Linked DNA regions of Zea mays: region 1 is linked to region 2. A link is a contact called in public Hi-C data. All regions are on one chromosome and are shown on one strand. The core of a region is the stretch at or near the end of the contact, and the rest is flanking DNA. Distances in the headings are between cores, read along the strand shown. Region 1 holds the start of LOC103634567 (DEAD-box ATP-dependent RNA helicase 24). Region 2 holds the start of LOC103634565 (ubiquitin-conjugating enzyme E2 32-like).

Evidence for each region. Hi-C and Micro-C count contacts between places; a contact is called where the count stands out from the background.
Region 1: a Hi-C map of leaf shows a contact between it and region 2, with 4 times the contacts expected there. The contact joins the promoter of LOC103634567 here to the promoter of LOC103634565 in region 2. A contact is called at or near these places in 2 of 25 Hi-C or Micro-C datasets (leaf and tassel).

The regions. Positions count from the first base shown.
Region 1 is chr1:49,573,285-49,578,260 of Zm-B73-REFERENCE-NAM-5.0, reverse strand. LOC103634567 (DEAD-box ATP-dependent RNA helicase 24) reads right to left here and starts at 1,292. Exons shown (of 5, transcript XM_008656725.3): 1 at 422-1,292. The coding sequence starts at 995.
Region 2 is chr1:49,421,344-49,425,983 of Zm-B73-REFERENCE-NAM-5.0, reverse strand. LOC103634565 (ubiquitin-conjugating enzyme E2 32-like) reads right to left here and starts at 1,448. Exons shown (of 5, transcript NM_001347211.1): 1 at 1,180-1,448; 2 at 660-791; 3 at 491-575. The coding sequence starts at 1,293.

The DNA.
Region 1 (4,976 bases), core at 43-2,542, 150 kb before region 2:
CACAAGGTAGAATTAGGGTCTGTTTGGTTGTATTGTGGCTGTGAAAAAAGCTGTTGTGGGCTGTGAGCTGTGAGAAAAGCTGCTGTGGGCTGTGAGCTGTTAAAAAACTAAAAAATGTTTGGTGGAAACCACTAAAAGTCGCTAAAAGTTTTTCCATATATATTTTCACAGTTCCATCCAAAAGCCGCTAAAAGCAGGTCTAGAGGTGCTTTCAAGTTTTGCACTGCAAGAAAGTCGGCTTTTAGAAAAAGCTGCTTCCTAGATCCAGCCCTTTGGTTTGGCTTTTGGCTTTTAGGGGTAAAAGCCAAATCTAAAAGCCAAACCAAACACACCCTTAAAGCAGCTCAAACGTGTAAGCTACAAGGAACACCCCCTACATGTTAGATAGTAGAATCATAGGTCTAGGTACCAAGTGCTTCACCTGAAATCGATGGCTTCTCCTCGTAGAAATCTTTTGTGAAGGCGTCATACTCAATGGTCGAGTGATCGAGTGCTGGTATGGGCTCTATTTTCTTCTTGTCGATGACTATGGGGTTGTCATCAGAGTCGTATTCCATCATGCCGGCGTCGACGGCCTTGGCAGCGGCGTAGACCTCCTCATCGGAGTCGTAACCAGCGCGCATGACGTCGGCGGCCAGCGTGAGGCCAGCGTCCTTCTTGGCCCGCAGGAAGCTCTCGACGGGGTCATCCTCGTCATCGTCGGAATCCGTGCGGCGAAGCGCCTCGGGCTTGGGCGGCGGGGGCGGCGCACGGATCTCCTCCTGGATCTCGGCCATGAAGGCGTCGAGCGGGTCCATCTCCTCCTCATTCTCGGCCTTTCCTTCTACCGCGGTGCTGGCTTGGGCATCTGAGGGGGCGTCGTCGGAGAAGGCGATGTCGTCGAGGTCTGGGTCATCGGTCGGACGGTAGAGCCGCTGCACGGACTGCGAGCGCTCGAAGTTGTAGGAGGTGGGCCGCGGGATGCTGAAACCCTCGAGCTTCGGCCGCTTCGACATAGCACCGACGAACGGGGCCGGAGGTGGGGCCGGGGCGAGCTAGGGTTTGCGAGCCGGGTGTGACGGAGGAAGACGATGGCAGCGCAGAATTGGCGCCGCTCGGCTTGCTGGGTGGCGGTGGCGGTCTCGCGGACTCGTCGCTCCGGTCTCCGGAGAGACTGGGCCGTGTAGGCTGTGCTGGATGAATGTAGGCCTTGCCTTGGACCAAATGTGCCCGAGGCCCCGTGGGTCGTTGGTCGTCATGGTGTGGCCCGTCTCTTTTAGGCCGGTTCCACCATCCCTCTATCGGCCATGTCACATCAGCAACGACTAGCAGTTACAGCCTCAACTTATAGGCCCTGTTTCGCACAGCTGCTGCTTATTGAAAAAGCAGCTTATCTGAGAAGCTGGTGAACAGCAGCTTCTGCTTGTTGGCTGCTTTTAGTGTATTCTGAGAAGCAGCTGAACTGATAAGCTGCTGCAGAAGCTGACTGTTTGGCAGAACTTCTGCTTAAATTTGTGAAGAAGCTGAAAATAAGTTGTGCCAAACAGGGCCATAGAGTCATAGCCACATCATCTTTTTATTTCAAAATTAACTATTCATACTGATTTATTCCGACATCTAAAAATCACACAACATATTTTTTATTGAATTAAAAATTATGTATTACATAATACTTAAAATAAAATAGTGTGTGAAATGAGCTTCAACTAAGTGAGAGTATTTATAAATGGACTAAGAATGAAATTTATGTTTTTTGTACAAAAAATTGAATTTTTGGACTCCAAACAATCACCCTAATACATGTGGCAGTGACGTGGATGGCATCGACCAATCAGAGGTCACCAATTCACTTTCGCCTCACTACTCTCGCCCGTCCACACCCATTCCAACGCATCGCCCCGCTATCGCCCGTCTCTCACTTCTCTACCGCTCCAATCTACTATCCAATGCGGGCTAGAGCGAGGCGATATGCACACTGTCACCGGGCTCCCACCCTCTCGCCCGTCTCCCGTCCATCACATGTTGTGAGATGTCCACTCTTGCCTCTACTCTAGCCTTCATTGGCACTAGCCTTATGACTGTAGATGTGGCCCGTCTAGAGCATCTCCAAACACATAACAAATAACAAGCTAAAAAACAATATCTTTTTATATAATATGGTGGAATTAGAACAGAGGACAGGGCAGAGGACAGGGCACACGAGTAACCTTTGTTCTAATAAAACACAAAAAATATGTGTTATGTTGGTTCTGGGTGTGAATGTGGAGCTAACTACTAAGGTTCAAACCCCACTTATGCATAATTCTACCTTATTTTTGTGTAAAGCGGGAAGAGACTACTGTTGAATCGTGGAAATTGGTGCTTTATGTAGTAGAAAAAGATATAATGTCTCGAACAAATCTAGGTTATTGAATTTTTAAATAATGTCTCAAATAACTAAACAAACATTAAATAATTATATAAAAAGAAAAGGAATCGCTTGAGATTCTCCTAATGAGTAATGACATCAGAAATCTCGAGCATGGGCTCTCCTTTCTTTCTCCCTACCTAGATGTCAGTGACAAATATGCGACGACATGTGGCACCGAAGCTCGTCTTTTGATGTTGTCTCCAAGGCTCCACGCATCCCTTAACTAGACATGCGTGGAGCATTGTCCCCCAAACACCTCCAATGGTTCCCCGTAGAAAGCTCCCTACATACGAAGGAAAGAGTGATTCCCTCGCATATGTGCAGCATTGTGCAGATCATCTGAAGCCACGTGTGAAGCTTTCACGAGGGGGAGCAACAGCGTTGGTCAGAGAAGAACTCAAGCAACAGTGGGACTAGCAGAGTCGAGCGAAGGGGGTGGACAGCGAGGACACCACCGGTGCAGTTGGAGGTCCGACATTTTTGTCACTTATTGTCGGGGACCATAATTAGGGGTACCCTCAAGACGCCTAATTCTCAGCTGGTAACCCCCATCAGCATAAAGCTGCAAAGGCCTGATGGGTACGATTAAGTCAGGGATCAGTCCACACGAGTGACTCGATCACGCTTCACCCGAGCCTAGCCTCGGCCAAGGGCAGCCGACCTCGAGAGACTTCCGTCTCGCCCGAGGCCCCCTTTTTATGGCGGACACATCACCGGCTCGCCCGAGGCTTTGGCTTCGCTCAGAAGCAACCTTGACTAAATCGCCACACCGACTGACCAAATTGCAGGGGCATTTAACGCAAAGGTGGCCTAACACCTTTATCCTGACACGCGCCCCCGGCAGAGCCGAAGTGACCGCCGTCACTCCACCGCTCCACCGGCCAGTCTGACAGAAGGACAGCGCCGCCTGCGCCACTCCGACTGCAGTGCCACTCGACAGAGTGAGTCTGACAGGCAGTCAGGCCTTGCCAAAGGCGCCACGGCGAACTCCGCTCCGCCCGACCCCAGGGCTCGGACTCGGGCTAAGACCCGGAAGACGGCGAACTCCGCTCCGCCCGACCCCAGGGCTCGGACTCGGGCTAAGACCCGGAAGACGGCGAACTCCGCTCCGCCCGACCCCAGGGCTCGGACTCGGGCTAAGACCCGAAAGACGGCGAACTCCGCTCCGCCCGACCCCAGGGCTCGGACTCGGGCTAAGACCCGGAAGACGGCGAACTCCGCTCCGCCCGACCCCAGGGCTCGGACTCGGGCTAAGACCCGGAAGACGGCGAACTCCGCTCCGCCCGACCCCAGGGCTCGGACTCGGGCTAAGACCCGGAAGACGACGAAACTCCGCCTCGCCCGACCCCAGGGCTCGGACTCCGCCCTGGCCTCGGCCGAACGACTTCCACCTCGCCCGACCCCATGGCTCGGGCTCGGCCACGGCAACGGAAGGCAGACTCAACCTCGGCTTCGGAGGAACCCCCACGTCGCCCTTCCTAGGGCACAGACCGCCACGTCAACAGGAAGCGCCATCATCATCCTACCCCGAATCGATTCGGGTCACGGAGAACAAGACCGGCGTCCCATCCGGCCAGCTCCGCCGGAGGGGCAATGATGGCGCTCCACAAGCTCTATGACGACGGCGGCCCCCAGCTCTCTTACGGAAGCAGGACGACGTCAGCAGGGACTCGACCGCCCCAACAGCTGTCCCTCCGCCAGGCTCCGCCGCACCTCCGACAGCCACGACATCACGCCAGCAGGGTGCCCAGATCTCTCCGGCTGCCACATTGGCATGTACCTAGGGCGCTAGCTCTCCCTCCGCTAGACACGTAGCACTCTGCTACACCCCCATTGTACACCTGGATCCTCTCCTTACGACTATAAAAGGGAGGACCAGGGCCTTCTTAGAGAAGGTTGGCCGCGCGGGACCGAGGACGGGACAGGCGCTCTCTTGGGGCCGCTCGCTTCCCTCACCCGCGTGGACGCTTGTAACCCCCCTACTGCAAGCGCACCTGACCTGGGCGCGGGACGAACACGAAGGCCGCGGGACTTCCACCTCTCTCACGCTCGACTCCGGCCACCTCGCCTCTCCCCCCTTCGCGCTCGCCCACGCGCTCGACCCATCTAGGCTGGGGCACGCAGCACACTCACTCGTCGGCTTAGGGACCCCCCTGTCTCGAAACGCCGACAGTTGGCGCGCCAGGTAGGGGCACGCTGCGTGCTGACGAACAGCTCCCCGTCAAGCTCCAGATGGGCAGTCTCCAGCAACCTCTCCGGCCCGGGACGGTGCTTCGTTTCGGGACTCTTGAGTTCATGTCCTTCGACGGCAGCTACGACATGATACTTCTTCCACCGCCGCGCGACTACGACAATGGCGGCCGACAACCCGCCCGCCGGCGGCGGAATCGACGACGTCTTCCCCGCATGGAGGAAGGGCAACATTCGGGCTCGCTCCGTTCTCTCCCCCGCCAACGGAGGAGGAGGCGGGGCCGTCAAGGCCAGGTGGGAGGCCGCGCTTCGTCGGCCGTCGAGCGAATCGACGCCCCCGACGCCCCGACGGAAGGCACGCCGGACGTCGACCTCGCGTTCAAGACGGAGGCAAGCG
Region 2 (4,640 bases), core at 199-2,698:
AACACATGAAAGAGTACCAAGTTACTGCTACGTCTTGCTATAACAAAAGAAAGGAGTTCAAAGCATGCATGAGCAAAGAAAAACAAGACAACAGAAGACTTCTATGAACTGTAATGTTGAAGCACATACACACACATGATGCCTCTCAAGTAACGGCCTGATGGCACTGAAAACTGCCCACCAAAAAAGCATTGCAGACTTGAATACTCTCAGAAGCAAACCAACTGTTCAACCCTAGCATTCATATATTCATCTTAAGAATGAAGAAATGCATGTTTACTTTTGGCCTAGCCATAAGGCGGGTACTTGGCCTGATGGAAATCCAAAGACCAAAAGAAAAGAAATTTATTTTGCACCAAGCTCATATAGCCCACAAAATTATATACGAGTGGACGATGAATAATGTTGCTTTTCAGCTTACTAGAGGGGCCCATTAGCAAACAGAGCACTTGAGCAGTCATTTATAAACAAATGATGAAAGGTTACTCACCACTCCATGATGGCTGCCAGTGCTCAGGGTGATAATTGGATATGCTCAAACAAATCTTCTTCTGAATCTCAAAGCGTCCACTTGGCTTCAGCACATAGTGAAGTCAGCAATGGCTCACAAACACGTTAGTGAGATAACAGATGACAATTAGAACATAAATACTACATACCGTGAGTAGCATGAAGGACGGCGGCTTGAATGGATAATCCGAGGGAAGCTGGATCCTGCCATGATAGATTCCACCCTCAAACTCGCTGTCTCTCGGGCCAAGGATAGCAAATTGCCACTCGAAGATGTCTTCCTGGTCAAATGCATGTAAGTGAACCTCTTAGTAATAATTATTATACATAAGAAGCTTAGCAGTGAATCAAATTGGCATATTGAGTCTCATTGCAAAAAAAAAAAAATATTCCCTTCATTCGGAGATAAAATTTAAAACATACCCCACTTGATCCTCAACTACTACAGCAGCAAGTTCCTACTGCTAATTGATCGTATTAGCAGTTTAATTAACAGATCTAGAAAAAAACGCAAGCGAACCGGTCAACAAATTATCGAGACCCTAAAACGCCGAACACCGCAATAGAAAAAATACAATCAATAATCAATCGACATTCGATTAAGGCATGAATAAGATCAGATCGGACAAATTTCGTTATTATAGTGAGCGATAGGGTTGAGATTGGGACCTCGAGGGGGAGGGCCATGAAGTCGGGTGAGGGGTTGGACTGCATCTCCTTAACCTCCTGCAGGATCCGCTTCACTGCCGGGTTGCTTCGGTTGTACTTAGCCATGGTCTCCATCACTGCCTCCTCAGGGAACCCTCTATCCTCGCCGCGGCCGCCGTCTACCGACGCAAGGGTTGGGCAGCCAAGTTGGGAATGGAATAGAAGAGAGAGAGGACGAGACACAACGAGAGGTAGCGGAAGCGCGTGAGGTAGCGAGTGGCGACAGCCACTGGCCCACAGCCGAACAGCTTTTATATATATATATATATATATATATATATATATATATATATATATATATACTGTTATTATATATTACACCTGAGTGTATTCAATATAGAGAATGCACCCAGACGCAACCTACGCGCCCATGTGCACATGGTCCGACCCAACCTATCCACACAGCCGAACCGACGCAGCGGAACCGATATTGTGCCTTTTCACTTACCCGCGCCCGACTGCGCCTTTTTTCCACTTTCCTGGCCCTCCGCGTACGGCTCAATCCATTCTCTTCCCCGGCGACCTAGCCCTCACCGTAGCCGTTGTGCGCTCGCTCCCGTTCCCGTCTTCGTCCATCCCGCATGCTCCCGCACGCTCCCGCTCGTTCCCAGCTCCGGCCCCCTCCACACTTCTCCGCGAACGGATCCTCCGCTCCCGTCAGAATCGTTTGCTCGCCTGAGTCGTAGACCGCGAACGTCGACGTAGCCCGCGCCGGAGTAGTTTGCGCCCGCGACCGCCGTGTAAGCGCATCCGATCTCTCTCCCATTTCTCTGTCCCCATTTTTTGGATTTGTTTTGTTATTTTCGGTAATAGACAGGTAAACCCCATTTTTTCCCCAAGTGTTGCAACTAGTATTATTCGTTGATTGGAATTATTAATTGTTGTATTCTAGGTTATAATCTAGGTTAATGCGGATACATTTCATTTTTGAACAAGCAGTTTGTGTTCTAGGTTATAATCTCAGATGTTTCCACTTTTATTGTAACTGCAGTGTACCTTTTGTTGCAACTGGTCCATGACATAAGTTGCAACTGTATAATTTTTACTTTCAGACCACATACATCATTACTGTCTTTTATAACAGTGCTCGTATATAACTAGTTATTTGTTTAAATTCACTGTTGCAACTGTCCCAGTAGTAATTTTTTTAGCAGTCTTGTTGCAACTGGCTTATGTCGAATGTTGCAATTCTGTCCCAGTACTAATGTATGTGTGCAGCATTAGTGTGTATTGCAACTATTTTTTGTTCCTATTTTTGTACTGTGTGTTTTAGTTTGTTGATTAGCAATTTTTGGTTATGAGATCTGTACCATGTGTCTGTGCCCTCATGTTTTTTGCATTCCCATTTTTTCAGTGTTTTTTATAATGGATCAAGATCAGAATGTATCAGGCCAGCAAGGCGCTCATGCTGTCCGTCGCTCTCCCCGTGTTGAAAACAAGAGAAAGCAATTAGATAAAAATGAATTAAAGGAAAGGAAGAAGAGATTAAGGTTGAAAGTCCCTCCTATACAAGACGCCGAAAGTGATGATGAAAAAGACACAGAGTTTGTTCCTGGTGGCGATGGGTCTGGTGATGACAATGTTGGTATTGTTGGTGGAGATGAAAATAAGGGTATAACTAAGACACGAGCTATTCGATGCTCACCTGGGAAGTTTATAAAGCTTGTGAATTCTCTATCTGATGAATTGAAAAGTGAAGTGGTTGCTAAGGGGTTTGGCGGCCTGCTTAGATTCAAGCCACATTTATTGTCGAGAAAGTTGCTTAGCTGGCTGATGCGGAAGCTTAACCCAGAAACAATGAAATTAGAGATTGATGGTGGGAAAGAGATTCAAATCACCGAACACAGTGTTTGGTGTGTTTTGCAGTTACCAAACGTTGGCAGTGATCCGCCCCCCATGTCTGATGCAGATGCTCGTGCCTTGCGGGACGAGCTGGGGGAGCAAATTTGTGGGAAATCTTATAGACGCATATCTGGCATCAATATATCTGTTATCACTGATAGATTGCAGAAGAGGACTCTCAATGGGGAGCTGGGCCTGAGAGCCTTTTTCATGGCAGCATTTCAGTGTCTTCTATTCTCCAATACTGACACTCGCATCAGGATTGATGATGTGAAGTACACTCAGGACATCCAGAACATGGGCAACAAGAACTGGTGCAAAGCTGTAGTAGACAGGATGAGCATAGCTGCTCGTCTTTATAGAAAGGATTTTGCGGAGAAAGGCATTAACGCACCCATCAGTGGATGCGGGATCTTTGTAGCTGTAAGCTCAACACACACATTCAATTTTTGCCCTTGCAACTTACTCTTCCAATTACACAAGTAGTAATTTTTTATGTTTACTGTTACAACTGTCATATGTTACAAGTTGCAATTTGAGGGCATTTTTTTTATGATAACTTAGTTCACACATTCACATGTATTTTGTAATTTATGTTGTTCATAAAGTAGCAATAATTTTAGTATGAGGCTATTTCAACTGGCTTATTGCACCTGTGCCAATTTGGTTTACTTTTTTTCATTATATGAATTCAACCTAAAATACCCATGTGTCTTTTACCTAATGTTAAAAACATGCAGATGCTTTATGTCGACAACCTGCAACATGGATTAGACACAAGTCCTTTTTCAATCCCTCGATGTGCTTTCTTGGACTCCAAGATGATTGATGCTATAGCAAATATGGATCTCAGGGGAGATGTTCCTCCTGGGACCACTGAGTTTGGACACCTCAGGGTAAGTTGCAAATGATACTCCACAATAGTTGCAATTTGTTATTCATTTATCATTTTATCATTGTTTTTTACTTTCAGTTGAGAAGTATCACTGACACGTGCTACGGCGTCCCCATTGGTGCTCTAGCAATATTACATGCTCCAGTACCAGCACCTGCCCCAGTAGCAGTCCCTAATCCAACAGCAGCACCTAACCCAGTAGCAGCAGCATCTGTCCCAGTAGCAACAGCAGCACCTACTGGGACATCTGCTGATGTGCTTGGCACATCCCATGACCCCGTCGGTCATGCTTCCTTCAATATCCAACCCCCAGTCTTTTACCAGTACCCTAGCTTTAGATCTTCTTTTGGTCAGAGTATTACTGATTTAGTTGGAAGGAGTAGGAAGTCAGATGCGCTGAACATCTTGAAGGCGTTTGATGAAAGCACTAGTGAAGCCCAGTCGTACGCACAGAAGGCTGTGAAGTATTCAACAATATCCCGCGACCTTATGGCAAAAGCTCACCACGAGTGCTACACTGGCATTCAGAAGCTTATCGTTGACGCTATCGTTGAGAAGCGAGCTGCCAAAGAGCGCAGGAGGAAGGTGAAGAACGACCCTAGAGCAGGAGCAGATATTTTTTGTTGCATATAGGATAATATTATTGTTTGCAAGCACCCACCATACAAGTTGCAATTTGCCCAGA